Regions from separate parts of the Mus musculus genome. Here region 2 is linked to region 1. The links are chromatin contacts, called in public Hi-C maps. All regions are on one chromosome and are shown on one strand. The core of a region is the stretch at or near the end of the contact, and the rest is flanking DNA. Distances in the headings are between cores, read along the strand shown.

Region 1 (4,736 bases), core at 510-3,009:
TCCATTGTTGATTCAATAATGCCTTAATCTACTATTATAATGATAGGTCATTAATAGTTGTTTTAATACTATATCCGCTACCATAATGTTAGTAGAGTCATGCCTTCTCTCCTTGTATTTTATTAAAATATATTATTTGTTTACAATTTTATTGTAAATTCCACAAATGTATGCAATACATTTTGATCACACAAAATTGTTTTGTTAATACAAAGTTGTTGTGCATAAAACCCAGTATGGCATAAAATCCATCTTCTTATAGTCTTTACTGTATAGTCTTTCTCTCTTACACAATGTTCATTGGGCCTCTGAGTGGGTATAGACATCCCAGTTATGAATAATCCTTTAACCATCATTTATTTTCAGCACTCTGGCCAGTTATGGGTCTTTGCTGCTAATCATTACCCACTGAAAATACATCACCTTATCCAAAGATGATGGCAGCACTAATCTCTGGGAATAAACATAATTATTTAGAATGATATTTGGAGGGGAAAATCATGTCCACTTAGCACAAAAACAACAGCAGTTTTGTTTTGTTTTGTTTTGTTTTTTCTACTATAGACTATAAGCTCTTTAGCTTAGATAGAAATTTCCCCAGCTGCCTTTATAGCATCCTTTGGTACTATGATGGGCTAGCCAAAGAGGAAGAAATTTCCAGCTCAGATCCAGCCTGTGTTCTCTATATCCTATGACAAATGCACGTGATGTCTAGAACAAGAGGGTGTTAGTATGTGTTTCCAGTGATCAGCCACAACAGTAGCCATTGCTGGTATTGTCCTGAGGTTCTCTGGGGCTTCCCCATGCAAAACTTATAAACTTATAGTTTCAATAGTAAACTATGGCTTCAAAACTTTGGACTCAAGAAAAAGCCACAAGAAAACCTGACCCTTGGTAAGCTAATTACAACGTAATATTAAAAAGCAATATACCCTATATGGTTAGATGAATCTGGTATGCAGCACAGCTTAACAAACACTTCCTAACACATAACAAGTGAGTCAAACTTCCTTTTTATCCTTTGAAGTTATGTTCAAAGATCCTCCTTGTCTAGAGTCTCATTTTCTTTCTTCCTGAAGAACTAGCAATCTTTTAGGACTAACCTTACATTTCATTTTGTTTATAAGTTCACATTCCATTGCTAAATTCTGTTTTCTAATCTACTTCCATAACTATGTCATACAGCAGTTTCATCATGATGGAAGCATAATTGAAGCAATTAATATGATTGGCTGAACACCTACAATATGTCAAGAACTCTTCCAAATGACCTATGTCCAGTGCTTCACTGAATTTTCACAATCACTCCATTTTAGTTGTTCACAGTTAACTCAGAGAACTTAAGTGTTATACCAGATTTACTCATTTAGCACATGGCCAACACAATTTTTCATCCAAATGCTTCCTGGGTCCAAATCTTTAAAAATAATTCTAGGACACCTTCATTCTAGTTGTTTGAATTCCGTTTCTTACCATATAATACTACATTTCTATATTTGGAAAACTTTCAGATTGTTTTAACTCCAGAATCTGCATTTTTCATGTTTTTGAAATAGCTTTTTGTAACCTTGAAGATGAGTCTTTTATATTTGCCAAAAGTGTTTGCAAACATCAAATATAACATGAGACAAAGCATTACTGTTCTGCACCTTTAATAGCAACCAGACATTTCCCCAGACTACCTTAAATGTTGAAGTTACAGAACTGGTCATGATTAATGTAATAAGCAGCCAAGATGGTTTACTTTATGATCTCTGCATGACATCTAGTGGTTGGAGTTGGAATATTTACGGAAATGATCTTGTGCCAGAAAGTCCATGTTAGTTGAGAGTCCTCAGTCTCAACATAAAAGGAAGAGTGACACACAGCTCTCTCACTTCTGAAGTCTGGAAAGAGGGAACTCTTGATCATTTATATTTCTCACTCCATGTGTCAGAGCACAGCAATCTGTCTTTGTGTTAAGCAATCGCTGCTCACTGGGGCTTGTGAAACTTTATTTGCCTGTAGTTAGTACTCACTTCTGATGGCTGTGACTCTGGTAATCATTATCACATGCAAAAATGAACAAATCCTTTTGGTTCTGTTTCTTCGACTCTGTGCCACAACAAACCCTCTGTGGCTACAAAGAAGCTTTATATAACCTGCATGCACACAATAACATCACTGGCTTTATTGTTTTAGATTTTTAAAAAAGTGTTATGTACATCTGTTTTGATCTTTCTAAAATGTTATAAACAAGCAATTTCTAGATTTTGAGTCATAAGCATGCCCTTTGTTTTTCATCCTCTGATATAAGATTTGGAAAGAGCTTCCAGTAACTTTGAGTCAGCTTACATGACTGACAATACAAAGTGGCACATGACATGCTTGTGTCCAAGTGATTGGCACACCAGAGCTGGGAGAAGCAGGCAAGGACCTGAAGTCCAACAGTCAAAGACAAGGTCCCAGAGAATGAGTGACTGGAAACAAGCTGTTGCCCTTGAACCTGTGTTCCTACAGAGGGATCTGAGGCTGCCCATCACACCATCTTCTAGTTCCTTCGTCCATAAAACAGAATGTCATTTACCTCAGTTTCATGTGATGAAAACCACCCTAGCATGTGTAAAATTAAGAGTCATTCTAATTAGAAATAGAGAAAGAAGTATTCAGATCAAAAACTGTCCCTGGGTATTCACAAATGGATGCAGGCCAACAGAGAAAATACGTGACAACCAGAGCAGAGAAAATACGTCACAACATGCCGCAGAGAATCTGAAAAGCACTCATAGGTGTTTTCTGTGAAGTCTGGAAATTATCATAAACACTACTTTTTAGAATTTTTCCATCAGAGTTTTTATCTAGAGTTTTGAAAACATTGTTTATGTAATATGTGTGACCTAGTGAATATATATATATATATATATATATATATATATATATATATATATATATATATATGTATATACACACTATCTGTTTGCAGGAGTCTTTGAGGGGAGAGGGGAACCTTGGATCCTCTAGAGTCAGAGTTGGCATAGGTGCTAGGTACCAAATCCAACTGGGTCCTCTGCAGGCGTTTAAGTGCTCATAAGTTCTGAGCCATCTCTCCAGTCCCCTAACTGAGCTTGGAAGTTCATGTGATTTATTATCCTTATTTTCTTTGTGATTGTATGTGGAGCACATGCCTTAACACACACGAAGAGGTCAGAGGACAGCTTGTTGAGTTGGGTCTCTCTTCTTCCCACCCTGTGAGCCCCTGGCATCAAAGTCAAGTTATCAGTCTTGGCAGCAAGAACCATCTCACTATGCCTAAACACCATCTTTTAATGTTCTGTTATTCCTAAATATTCTTTTTTACTGTGACATAAGCAAAATTATGCATTATGTTTCTCAAATTCAGGGTTTTTTTCACTATAAACAAAAACCAACACTATGATAGTACTAGAAACATGTTAACTTTGCAATGGGAAACATATATACAATAATTATTTAGTACTTCAAAGTCTATTGCTAGAGATTATGGTATCAGCAAACATGAAATTCACCTCTGGGATAAAGAGTAAAAGAAGCAATCCCTCTGCAGAGGCTCAAAGAAGACTTTTGTTGAAGAGGTGAGTTTCCCATGCATGGTCTTTGAAGTGGGTTCTTGTTAAATCTAGGGACCTCGTGATGAATGAACTAGAAGAGAGACTGCTGACAGATCAGAATACTACAGTGGTGGTTTTGTCCTTTGGTTTGAGAAAGTTGATGATTATTAAGCTCCCTGCCTAACAGGCTTTGTTCCTAACCCAAGATTCTCCACCCTAAAGAGACAAATAGTAAAGGCATTTGAGGTTGCCACTTAAATAGACTCTCTCCTAGCCTTCCATGTGTGGTGCTTTTTTTTTTTTTTACCCCGATAATGTATATTTTAGTCACTGAAATTACTTATGGGAATGGATCTGGTGTTTCTGCAGGTTTGAACATAAAAGAATAGACAGGCAAACAGATGGAATCACATATGGGTGTTCATGGATCCGATTCAGGAGGGCTCAACTTTTGCCTTCTTGGGATTATTTAGTTTTAAAAGGCAGTCTCTGCCTGCCTCTCTGTTATTTATCAGCATGAGATAGCTGACCGATTTAAGTGCTGATCTTAAGCAAGGTTGGCACGTCCACCCTTGATATTTAACAGACCTGAACTGAACAAAGCACACACAGTTTGACTCATTTTAAATACTTGGTCACTTTTTAACTCCATGTAAACTCTTTGGTTAAACCTTATTTCAAACGGTGAAATAATCATAGCCTTCATGCGCTGTCTGGTTTAGGACAGGTTTTTTTTTTCCCCTGATGGGATGGAGTGATGGCTTTGTGGTTAAGAACTCTGGCTACTCTTCCAGATGACTTCAGTTCAATCCCTAGCACCTACAAGTTAATAAACAACTATCCGTAACTCCAGTCTCAGATGATCCAGTGTCCTCTTCTTGCCTTCAGAGGCACATATGTAGGCTAAACGCACATCACTCACAAATAAATAAATAAATAAATAAATAAATAAATAAATAAAATCTTGAAAAGCATACAGATTACTCTAAGAGTGAAACACATCTGCGATTAATGAATTATCCACTTAGTTGAAATGTGTAATGTAATCTTAAATTTAAGCTAATTATGCAATTATAGAATGTGGACTTGGTCTCTATGCTTCTTGAAAATTTTATCACTTCTTCCTTTCTTTGATTGCTACTTTGTAAAAACTCTTCATTCTCTTCAGTA
Region 2 (4,724 bases), core at 1,054-3,553, 620 kb after region 1:
GCCTGGCTTTCAATATATTTCATACACATAGAGATGCCCTGCGATAAGGTTGAAACTTCTTCCATAGCTCTTTATTTAAAATCATTATCCCTGTAGTATAAGTATATACATATTGTCTTCCTCCATCCCGTGAGTAATGTTTCAATTACACCCTGCTACTTGCAGGATCCTGCTGTATACATCCCCTCAAGACAGAACATCCCTGGCTAGTACCTCAGAGTGTCACAACAGCAGCATCTCCAGAGAGCAGGGCTCACTCTCTTTTCAGTTTTTTTACTGGCCACGCGTCCCCAAGCAGAAAGTCACTACGCAAATCCTCACCTGAGGTAGAGAAGAACAGTAAGGTCAGCTCAACAAACGCTATGATATGGAAGGAGGTGTCATTACAATGCAAAGTGTATAGCCAGCAATAGCCCATTAGTGTATATGGCAAGATGTGGCAGAAGTCTGCAGACTCAGGGTAGGCATGAACAGCTGAGTCCTGTGTAATGTGAGGTCCCCGTCTCCACTCATGGTTGGTGTCTCTACCATGTATGCACCATTCACAGCAGTGATTTCACAACTTAATGGTGGTTCATCCTGAGATAGAAAGCCCCTCAGTTTTTCCAGAGTCCTTAGTGCTGGCCATTGGCCAGAGCAGACATTCCAGCATCTGCACCATTTTGTCCCCAAGTCCCATGGTCTCATTGGAAGTAGAAAGAATAACACTCTCAATACTATTGGAGAAAGAGTGCAATTTGCAGTAACGTGGACCATAAAGAAAAAATAATAATCACACCGTTCATTAACTCATAAATACTAAATTAGCCTTGAATGGATAAGGGAGATGGCTTATCTGGTAAAGGACATGGGAGTAGAACTTTCGCTTCCCAGAACCCATATAAAAGCTAGATAAGGATGGCAGCCCATCTGGAATCCCAGCCACACTCCACAGAGCAAGCTGCTTAGCCAAACTAACTGAAACTCCAAGTCAGCAAGAGACTTTGTCTCTCTCGATGTATGGAGTAGAGACTAGTTTCCACATGCTTGGGGGAGGGGGACATCATTTCATGTGCATAGGTGTGTGTGTGTGTGTGTGTGTGTGTGTGCATACACACACATAATTCCACATACTCTTTAAGACGGGCGGTGAGCATTTCCAGCAGTAACTGTCCCTGTGGCAGTGCCTCACAGAGCTCACAGAGCTCATCCACATACTGAAATGAGAATCGCCTTTAGCAGAGCAGCGCTGAGGCCATTACTTTACTTGCTATGAAGATCAAACACCTGACAGAAAGCAACTTAAAGGAGAAAGGATTTTATTTCAGCTACAGTTTAAAAGTGTAGTTCCTCCTGGTGGGAAAGACATGCCCAGGAGAGCAAGTTTAGTTGTCACAGCAGAAGCATGAGGCTGCTGGCTTCTAACTTGGGTGACCAAAAAACAGAGAGGAAGAGTGCTGGTGAGCCAGCTTTGATCCCTGTCCACTCTTACTCCCAGTGCCAGCCCATAGGACGGTGCTGTCCGCACATAGGATGGGTCTCTCCCTTTCAGTTAACCTGCCCTGGAAACATCTGTATGGGAAAAAACCAAAGGTGAACCCCAAAAACATCCCGAGTTCTCCTGACCCAGTCTTGTTAACAATCAAAATGAACCATCATGAGCAGTCTTTTGCAAACAGAATTTATTCCACACATGGATTTTATGGATTTTTTCTACCTATTTAGTTTATTTGTCTAGAAAGAGACAGACCGAAACAGACACCCACCAACTTCCTCAGTTTTCTAATATTGTCCTTTTGTGGAGGTCCTCCACTTAAAAAGTTAGCGAAGTTCCAGATATCACTGGCAGTTTTCTTTTTTTATGTAATGCAAAACATAAAATGATGCTTTCTTTTCATTTGTATTGATTTAGGCAAAAGGTCACATTTATAGAAAGAAAGCAGTAGGCCTCCTCTAGATTTTCTAAGACCCTTGAATACATTTGCAGTAGAGTTCTATCAGAATTCAATTACTGCTTGTCCCTTCTCCAGTAGCCAACAATAAATGCATAGACGCACTTGAGGAAGTTACAGGGACCTGATGAAAAAGGCGATGCTTCTGAACTTGGCAGTGCCTGCCTCCTGCCTTGTAAATGTCAGCATGTGTCCGTGTAAGCATCTGACGTTGCTCAGCAGCACATACCAAAGGCCAGGAATTTGGCAGAGTCTCGCTGATTCCGATGCCTAAAAATACTCTGTTTTATCAAAGTCTATTCTGATGCCTTTTACCATGTGGAGAAAATGCTAGAACAGCAAGATCTTCAGGAAGTGGAAAGTCTGAGATGCTTTCCAAAAATTCCAAATGACACAACTACATTGTGCAAGAAGTAACCCTTTACCCTCAGTTCTGGTCGCTGGACTATTTTTATCTCCATAGACTTTTTTGTCAGGACCTTTTGCTTATTTATAAGCCATATAAAGTAATTTTCTCTCATGTTTAAACACGTATTGAATGTAATTTTATTCCACAAATTATTGTGGAACATATGCTATACATAAGAAGCTTAGCTGAACCCCAGTTGTAGCAGCTAGAGTTAGGGAATCTCCAGCCATTAGTATGATGTTCACGAGTGGTCTCCAAAACAATCAAGACATTGAGATAGACACACACGGGAGGATCTGGGAAGGAGAGACAATAGAGGGCAACGGGGGTGGGGAGAATGAGTAGAGTATATATGTCATAATAAATTTATTATTCTGTGCACTAAAACCAAGAATAGAAATCTATGTAGAATTAAGAAGGAAGAAAGAAAAGAAAAAAGAGAAGTTCTGGGCTTTTGCCCCTTGACCAGGGCCTGCAGACATACCTAGTTACTGTTCCAGAACATGAGTCACTCAAGCATACACCCCCATGCCTGCCCACCCAGTGGCCACCTCATACCCCAACCAAGGTGCGCCTACAAATACACAAGAGCTCCAGATAGTCGCTAATCCACTTAATGTCTTAACTTCCAGTCTTTGCACCTTCCTATGCAAACATCTCTGCCTCTCTCGTCCACTTTCACTTCACACAGATTTGTAAAATTTTGTTCTTTCTATTTTATTTCATGCACTGAAAATGCTCTCCGCACAGGTCACCCATTCCAGGCCTGAGGCAGAAATTCCTTTATGTATATTCTCTAGCTCATGCTGGAGTCTCTCCCTTGCCACTCCACTGCAAAGTGCTTTATGCATCATTTCACTCAGCTCTTCAAAGGACCTGAGTGGTGGGCTAGATGTCACTTATCGTGTGTGTGTGTGTGTGTGTGTGTGTGTGTGTGTGTGTGTGTGTGTGTGTGTGTGTGTGTGGAGAGAGAGAGAGAGAGAGAGTCAGTTTTAAGAAAATGGAAGAATAAATCTGTGGTCCTACGTATGTACTTTTGTCCTAAGGGGGAAAAGCCGAAGGATATGAGATATTTAGACTTTATGGCTGCATATTCTGGGCACTTTTGCAATATACTGCAGATGGGGAGGGAGGGTGATGGAAGGAAAGTAAAGGAAACTTGAGAAGAGGAGAGGCATAAGGCAGGATCAAGAATGAGTTGTACTCCATAATCAGTTTGGGTCGGACAACCTGATCCGATCCATATATTCACAGTCCAGACACTAGGAAGGGAACGTAGTTACAGTAAAGGAGTCATTGTATAAAGCAACCTGGAAAAGACAGAGAGGAAGCTGGCAAGCACGCTCCCTCACTCGTCACAGAGAACCAAGCAGGCTGGCAGCAGGTGACAGAGAGGAAATCCGTAGGCAGTGAAGGGCACAGCACTGGCAAACAAGACCAGTGAAGTTGGGGAAAACTTTTAGAAAATGGCACTGAAAAAAAAGAAGAAGAAGATGAAGAACGACTTAAAATAGAAAGTCTTAGTAGGCAGTCAAGAAAAGAAAAATCAGTGTGCGCTCACTAATGTGTGAGTTGCATTGCATTCAATTCTTTGTAACGTTCCCTGTCAAATTCAACCCTCAGGCATGAAAATTACATGTCAAATCTCTCCACTGTAGGTCACCTAAAAATAGGTTCCAGGTATTAGGGAAAGAGCTGGCCAGTGGGCAAGACCTGAGAGGCTTGTGAGTCCAGAAATGTTACACATTTAGATCCAGAAAGCACACAAGCCAGTAGCTACGTCCAAGAGGGGAAGCAGGAACTCCTAGTGGGGCCCCTCAGAGGCTGCCAGACCATGCAGGGCTCTTGTTCCTCTAGGCAGCTGAGAGCCAGCACAATTGAATCCCAAAATGAAATTGGCACGTCAGCGAGGAGGTGTCCTCTGATGTCCCTCTGAATTCCAAGGTCCTAGGATTCAGGACAGTTTCCTGGCATGCAGCCAGGCCCCTGTGATAGGATGGATCTTGTGCTCGGCTTAAGCTCTGCTACTGCTGTCTGTATGGAAGAGCTTGACAGTGTTTATTTGTTCCTTTATATCTTTGTCTGTCTGTCTTTCCACCTCTCTGTCTGTTTGTAGCCCAGCATTTTCACGTACTGGCCATCACAAATTAATTGGCTGGTTCTTTGGGGAGATCTGCTGCTTCACGTGGAATGAACAGATATCACTATGATCTGGGATCACATGGGACAGCTTTGTTTATGGATTTATTTTCTTATTGTACAAATTACCACACAAAATATAGAGTTCAAAACATGGCAGTTAAGAGAGCACAGATAACAGACTGCAAGAGCAGGTCCCCATTTTCTGGATGAGAGCGCTGACAGAAAGAAAATCCTTGCACATG

What was found. A called contact is a pair of places that touch in the nucleus more often than the background predicts.
Region 2: a Hi-C map of neural stem cells shows a contact between it and region 1, with 6 times the contacts expected there. The contact joins two enhancer-like sites. A contact is called at or near these places in 1 of 15 datasets of contacts at CTCF or cohesin (the NIH/3T3 cell line), 12 of 484 Hi-C or Micro-C datasets (the G1E-ER4 cell line, the HPC-7 cell line, the MNK3 cell line and 8 more) and 3 of 115 datasets of contacts at active chromatin or transcription factors (cardiomyocytes, heart atrium and kidney).

What each region holds. Positions count from the first base shown.
Region 1 is chr16:86,643,257-86,647,992 of GRCm38.p6, forward strand. No RefSeq gene overlaps it. Among named protein-coding and RNA genes, the nearest start is that of Gm32461, 160 kb to the right of the region's middle. Within about 2 kb of position 1,760, at least 52 of the 459 cell types and tissues checked have an H3K27ac peak or open chromatin away from gene starts, as enhancers often do. A contact at or near this core is called in heart atrium and neural stem cells, where this site is marked.
Region 2 is chr16:87,259,533-87,264,256 of GRCm38.p6, forward strand. No RefSeq gene overlaps it. Among named protein-coding and RNA genes, the nearest start is that of Gm41484, 15 kb to the left of the region's middle. Within about 2 kb of position 2,304, at least 58 of the 459 cell types and tissues checked have an H3K27ac peak or open chromatin away from gene starts, as enhancers often do. A contact at or near this core is called in heart atrium and neural stem cells, where this site is marked.